Linked DNA regions of Drosophila melanogaster: region 1 is linked to region 2. The links are chromatin contacts, called in public Hi-C maps. All regions are on one chromosome and are shown on one strand. Each heading gives the region's core, a stretch centred on a gene start, on an enhancer-like site or on the middle of the called end of the contact. The rest is flanking DNA. Distances are from core to core; before and after follow the strand shown. Region 1 holds the start of dah (discontinuous actin hexagon). Region 2 holds the start of Nrd1 (Nardilysin).

Evidence for each region. A called contact is a pair of places that touch in the nucleus more often than the background predicts.
Region 1: a Hi-C map of the Kc167 cell line shows a contact between it and region 2, with 2.8 times the contacts expected there. The contact joins the promoter of dah here to the promoter of Nrd1 in region 2. A contact is called at or near these places in 3 of 107 Hi-C or Micro-C datasets (the Kc167 cell line and embryo).

What each region holds. Positions count from the first base shown.
Region 1 is chrX:15,327,044-15,330,200 of dm6, reverse strand. dah (discontinuous actin hexagon) reads right to left here and starts at 1,859. Exons shown (of 6, transcript NM_078607.3): 1 at 1,529-1,859; 2 at 1,249-1,465; 3 at 334-1,191; 4 at 152-269; 5 at 1-89. The coding sequence starts at 1,757. It overlaps Top1 (Topoisomerase 1), which reads right to left. Exons shown (of 8, transcript NM_001014742.2): 8 at 2,172-3,157.
Region 2 is chrX:11,867,590-11,870,969 of dm6, reverse strand. Nrd1 (Nardilysin) reads left to right here and starts at 2,077. Exons shown (of 4, transcript NM_132529.4): 1 at 2,077-2,423; 2 at 2,481-3,380. The coding sequence starts at 2,233. It overlaps CG1847, which reads right to left and starts at 1,800. Exons shown (of 3, transcript NM_167311.3): 1 at 1,631-1,800; 2 at 1,312-1,488; 3 at 1-1,230. The coding sequence starts at 1,723. The coding sequence ends at 472.

The DNA of each region.
Region 1 (3,157 bases), core at 610-3,109, 3.5 Mb before region 2:
CTAAGGAACGTGGAGCTGACTAGGGGCGCAGCTGAAGGCGCCACTTGGGCAGCTGGCGCAGGTGGCGGCGAAGTTACCGCTGAGGCATGCTGCAAGTGTATATAAATGGAGTTAGCTCAGCTTAAATGGGCCGAATGTTTGGAAAACTCACTGATAGCTGTCGCATATCCTCGATAATCTGCAGCAGAAAGCACTGATGGGCGCTCAGAAACTGCGATATTTCCGAACTAGATGCGGTGGCCACTGTTTGCAGCTGGGTTTCCAGCTTCCTGAAATGCAAGAGAACCTTAAGGCTTGGCTAACAAGTGTGGCGAAAGAAGGGAAAACACCCACGCATTTTGCAAAAGCAATCGATCGATGATGGACTGCAGCCTGCTGGACGCCTCGCTGGCTAGACCCGTCAGGGAGCAGAGCTCCTGCTGCTGTTGCTGCAGGACAACTGTGCGGTCCTTCTCCTGGCACTGACTGCGCACACTGCGCGTCTCTGCGGGAATGGGCGTGGCAGCGGATTGACCCAAGGCGGGCCCACTCTCCTGCGCATTACAGAAGCCGCGACGCTCCTCCTCCTGTGTTTTGCGCGGCATCACCAGCCAGCCGCACAGCCTGGCCAGGTGGCGGGTCCAACGCAATGGCGGCTGATCCTCCACGAAGACCTCGCACATCCGATGACCCGGCTCGTGGCGACCACCAGCGAAGCCCACTGCAAAGCAGGGCAGGCACAACGATATATCCCTACACACCTGACACCGGAAACGTATGCCCACAATGTGCTCCTTGCGGCAGCCGGCACAAGAATTACTGTGAATCAAATGCTCGGTGTCCTCGATGCGTTTCACCAGTGCCAGCAGATTGCCATAGATCAGGAATCTCGTCTGGACACCCGCTCCCGTCCAGAGTTTGTGGAACTGCGGCTCGGTCAGTCCACCAACGCCATGCGGACAGCGGGCAAAGCACTGCTCCATAGCCAACGGAAGATTGTGGACGCCATAGGCCTTGGCCTCGCCCAAATAGCTGAGTAACTTGCTCAGCGTGGCTAGGAGCTGTTCGAATGCATATCTGGAGATGATCTGCGACTTGGGATCGGCCAGCAGGCCAAAGATGTCGCCCACCAGGTGATCGCTGCTATATAGCTTGCACAGCAGTATGAAGGTGATCCTGATCTCTAACAGGGATATGGAGTGTCTGCGTTGCCTAGCGAAACCAATCAAATATCAGACATATTCTTAAGATGCCAGAAACTCAACCCACGGATCGTAGACATTCCAGAAGAAGTTGGCCAACAGCCCGGTTGCCCTGTCCAGTTTATAGTTCGCATCCTGGTTGAAATGGCCTAGTTTCTCGCAGGCAAAGTATACATCGTGCAGCAGGGAGGTCAACTGGAATGGAGGAACCATCAGTTCCAGGCCACCACTCAAGTTATGGCGATCCAAAATGGCCAAAACCAGCTTGTAGGGGATTTTTCCAGCTGCAATTTGAAGGTTAATCCTTGGGGACTCCTTCGAATGGACCACCTACGCGACTGACTCACTGTGAAATATCTTTTGCAGCGCCACAAATTTACTGGCGCACCGGTATACCGTGTACTTGTAATTCCCGTAATCCCGCTGCAAGTCATCCATGATGGTGGATAGCTCTTTGTCCACCTGTTGCTTTTGTCCTTGGCCACCTTGGGATCCCTTTTCGCGGGCAATGGACGCCACGGCCTCGGCGCTATTTCGCAGTTTTGTCAGCTGCACGGGCACCGACGATCTCAGCATTTTGTCAGGCGTTTATTGTTATATATTTCCCTTGATTCTCGAATTAATTTCAGTCTCTTTTAAACGCGTCGTTTCTCGCGATCTCTTCCTCTTCCGTTAGCGCAAAAGTCAAATTGTGTGGCGTGAGGTGGCAACGCCGCGCGTGTTATCGATATCACTTCGCCGAACCGTTAGCGCTTTAAATTTGATTCAAAATTATTATTATCATTAATTAAGTCATCCGTTCGTTCTAAGAATATTTGACCATGATATAATAATTGGTAAATAAGTTTGAGCAACGGGAAATGTAAACTGAACAACTTGGGTTCACCATAGTATTTTCCCAATTTCAAAAACAAAACAAAGTTATTTAAAAACCCTTCTTTTGAATGCGAATAATTACCCAAAACGAGGAAATGGAAAGAGTGTCACATAGATTTTAAAATTAAATATATATTTTATGTATATTTGCATCATTCCATTGCAATTACATTCACTTATGCTATTTTGTTTTTCATTTACTTTGCTTTCGATTTAAAATAGTGGGTTTCTTATCATTTCGCTTGTTGTTTTTTGTTTGCTTATATCAATATTATAATATGCCAAGTTTATATGTGAGTGTTGTGGCGGGGCGGGGCGGGGCTGGGCGTTCGAAGAAGGGTTCGTAATTAGTTTATTTAACTTTTTTTTTTGCCTTTTAAAAGCATTCTCCCGCTTCCGTATGCGAATCCACGACAAACGCACACAGATGTTTGCGTTCACATTATATCAATCACTAATTATAATATGTGTTTGGGCGTGTGTGTGTGTGTGTTTATATGTATGTATATAAAGATCGTTCGCTCTTCATTTGCAATGCGCGTTTGCCATTTATGCTAGGGGGGGCGTGAGGCGAGATATAAATTTCCATCGATTTGCTTAGTTAAAAGTACGGCCATAATCGTAGCTGATGGGATTGGGGCACATGGATGTTGGGGATGTTCCTAACTCCACCTGAATCCACTGCTCTCGTCGACTGAAGGATTCAAGTGAAGGCTCGATTTTTACAAGGTTTAAGGTATAGTTTTAGCTCACTTAATTGCACATACTTCTATAGATTCTATATGTATAAAGTTCCTTTCTTTCAGATTAAAGTTCTTTCTTTCGCTGCGACTGGTTTGCTGGCTGTGTTTCTGTTTTGGTTCATCGAGTTATTTGAATTGCTCGTTTGATTTGTATCTGCAATTGGTTTTCAGTGTGATGGCGGCTTGGTTTGCGGTTGAGAACTTGAAACCTGTCTGCTTAGAGTATAGAAAGTTAAGGGTCTGTCTGCAAATCAATTTAGCATTTGTATATTTCGAAATGTTAACTAAAATGATCATAAGGTACGAAATCAAAGCGAAACCACATCGAGATCCATCCAATGTGGCTTTGTTCTTCAT
Region 2 (3,380 bases), core at 828-3,327:
TCTAGCTACGAGTAAATATCGCATATAGGGATATACAATACAATACAAACATACATATACGACTATGGACAACAAATGTGAAACATTTGATTACTATTTTTGGTAACGCTACGCAAACAACATTTTTCATTCCATATACACACGATTACAATTCCACACAAGCATCTGGATGGTACATTTACATTATATTTAGACCCTTTAGCCTACACCGTTGAATGTGAATCGAGGCGGAGGATGAGTATGGGCATATAGTGCCCCAAAATGCAGCTCTCACAAAATGAGGTGGTATGGTACCGAGTTGGTTGATTGTGTTATGTTGTCGCAAAATCACCAGCTGAGCCCCTGCATTGCTCGCAGCAGCTTCTTGAGGGTCCAGCAGCAGAGGAATAGGTTCGCCATCGAGCAGAGCAGCACGAGACCATGAGCGAAGCTGACGGCCAGCGAAAGAAAAGAAGGTAGTGACAAGTACTGCTAGCGCTGCAGGTAGCTGCTCCAATAGACAAGCAGCATGAGCAGCACGTTGACGCAACTTATGTTCTAGAAGAGCTTCTGCATGTGAATGCGATCCTGGACGTTACGTGCCTGCTGCTGATCCTCGATGGACTTGAGCTCCTTAGACACGGTCGACTTGAGGCTGGCGTCCAAGGCCAAGGCGTCGAGGAAGTCGCGACGTGCCTGTGCTGGATTCCAGGCACCCGCATGGGCCTTGGCCCGACGAAAAAGTGCCTTGACATTGCGCGGATCCAGGGTGAGCACCTCGTTGCAGTGCTCGATCACAGCGTAGAAGTCGCCGGCGATCAACCGACATTGCGCGTAGTTCAACAACAGCGGTGTCTTGATGGCCGCCAGCTCCTGCCACTCCTCGTCGTGCGGCTTCTCCTTTAGCATCAGCTGCTCCACAATTCCGACAGCCTCGCGGTAGCAGGTCTCCGCCTCTGTGAACCGACTGGCCTTATAGAAGTTGTTGCCCCGTTCGCGCAGCGTACTGGTGGCCAGCATCTTTTCGTCGTCGGACATCTGCCAGCGCTCTTTTTCGTACTGCTCGGGCAGCTCAATGGAGAACAGTTCAATGATGAACTCCAGATCGGAAGGATTTTGCAGCAGCTCATCCAGGTCGGTGTACCCAATGCCCTCGTTCTGCAATGTCATTCCGCAGCAGTGACGTCGCTCCTCCGGTTTCTTGCCAATGTCCCGCAGGGTCTTGGATATAAAAGGATATTGAGCGCAGAGCTGCAGGTGCCAGAGTTCGGAGAATAATTAGATCAGTGGGTATCAGGTTGTCCAGACTCTGTGTATATCATATTCCCTTACCGACTTATGTACCGTGAACTTGGCCACTTCGTTAAGGGACATCTGCTGCACAATCAGCTCCCAGACCTCTAGCTTAAACTTCTTCCCCAGGACCAGCTCCATGGGCTTCTCCATCTTGCGGCTATCATCGATGATGCGACTGTCGCCGGCCCTCCGCGTTTGAAAGTGGAACTTCACCTGGAAAAGGCCAATATCATGAGGAGTGAGTCTCTGTTGGCTGCACCACCCACTGGCCTTGGCCCATTTTCCCACTGTTTTGCTTTTGCTGTCGCAGATGGAACTAAACCTGCCAAACTGCCAAGCGGTTTTAGTAACTCACCCTGGTGCCCGGGGTTAGCTCGATGTAGGCGTTTCCCGGATTGAGGATCTCCTTTCGTATGGGCTTCATATCGGACTTGCTGCGCGACTGCATCTCCGCTGGAATCGGATTTATTTGGAATCAACACAATTTCCTTTCGATACCAGACGTTATTTGTCCAAACCTATCGAAGCCTATCGGTTCTCGATATCTGCACGCGCCAATCGGTGCAAAGCTTTTGGTATTTTTTATTACCTATTGATAGAATTGTTATGTGTGGTTTTTTTTCTTCGTCTAAGACCACACTGAATCACTAATCAATTAGCTATGAAGAACACTGTCATACATCACAAAATGTTTTCCAATTTTCATTTCCCTATATGTAAAAATACCGCCACACAAGCCATTTGACATTTGCGACGTTATCGATAAGGCGACACCCAAGGACCTGGTCCATCACTAAGCCCACGTCTTTCGATTAATAGTTTGTATCGTTAACATATAAAATAGTTGCCTTTGCGTTTGCTATTTGACAGCCTGTGATTTTTTCCCCGTGGATTTTCCATAGCTCCGATCCCAGTTGATACGGATTGCCATAAGTCTCATTCTCATTCGAGTTTTGCATGCTCTGGCAGCGATACAGCGCACATTTGTTTAGACGATTCGAATTTCACGTACGTACAAAACGCCGGAGCCCAATTACTCAATTAGCCGGCGTACGGGCGATCACATACAGCTCGTTGTGCAAAATGACCGACCAGGTCAAGTATCTGGACATACCGGACAAGTCGGAAACGGACAAGAAGCTTTACAAGTAAGTAGCGGACTATTAACCCAGTTGAACTGGATTCAATGGTTGGTCTTCACTTAGGACACTTCTCTTGGGGAATGGATTGCATGCGTTGATTGTCTCCGATCCCAGTCCCATGCCACACGATGGCTTCACCACATCCGAGTCGTCCTCGTCTAAGTCGACCGTGTCGACCAGCAGTTCCATAATCTCACGCAGTGAATCCACCTCATCTACCTCCACCGATAGTGAAAGCAGCGAGGAATCGAGCAGCGAGGAAGGTGACGAAAAGCTGGCCGCCTGCGCCCTATTGATTGACTATGGGTCTTTTGCTGAGCCCACAAAATACCAGGGACTGGCACACTTTCTCGAGCACATGATCTTTATGGGCTCAGAGAAGTACCCAAAGGAGAACATTTTCGATGCACATATTAAGAAATGCGGCGGCTTTGCCAATGCCAACACTGACTGCGAGGACACGCTTTTCTATTTTGAGGTAGCCGAGAAGCATCTGGACTCCAGTTTGGACTATTTTACGGCCCTGATGAAGGCGCCACTGATGAAGCAAGAGGCTATGCAACGCGAGCGCAGCGCTGTGGACTCAGAGTTCCAGCAGATTCTTCAGGATGATGAGACCAGGCGTGATCAACTGCTGGCCAGTTTGGCCACGAAAGGTTTCCCCCACGGCACCTTTGCCTGGGGCAATATGAAGTCGCTAAAAGAGAACGTTGACGACGCGGAGCTGCACAAGATTTTGCACGAGATCCGCAAAGAGCACTATGGCGCCAATCGCATGTACGTTTGCCTGCAGGCTCGTTTGCCCATCGATGAGCTGGAATCACTCGTGGTGCGCCACTTCTCTGGTATTCCGCACAATGAGGTGAAGGCTCCCGATTTGAGCAGCTTCAACTACAAGGACGCCTTTAAGGCCGAGTTCCACGAGCAAGTCTTCTTCGTCAAGCCGGTGGAGAACGAGACCAA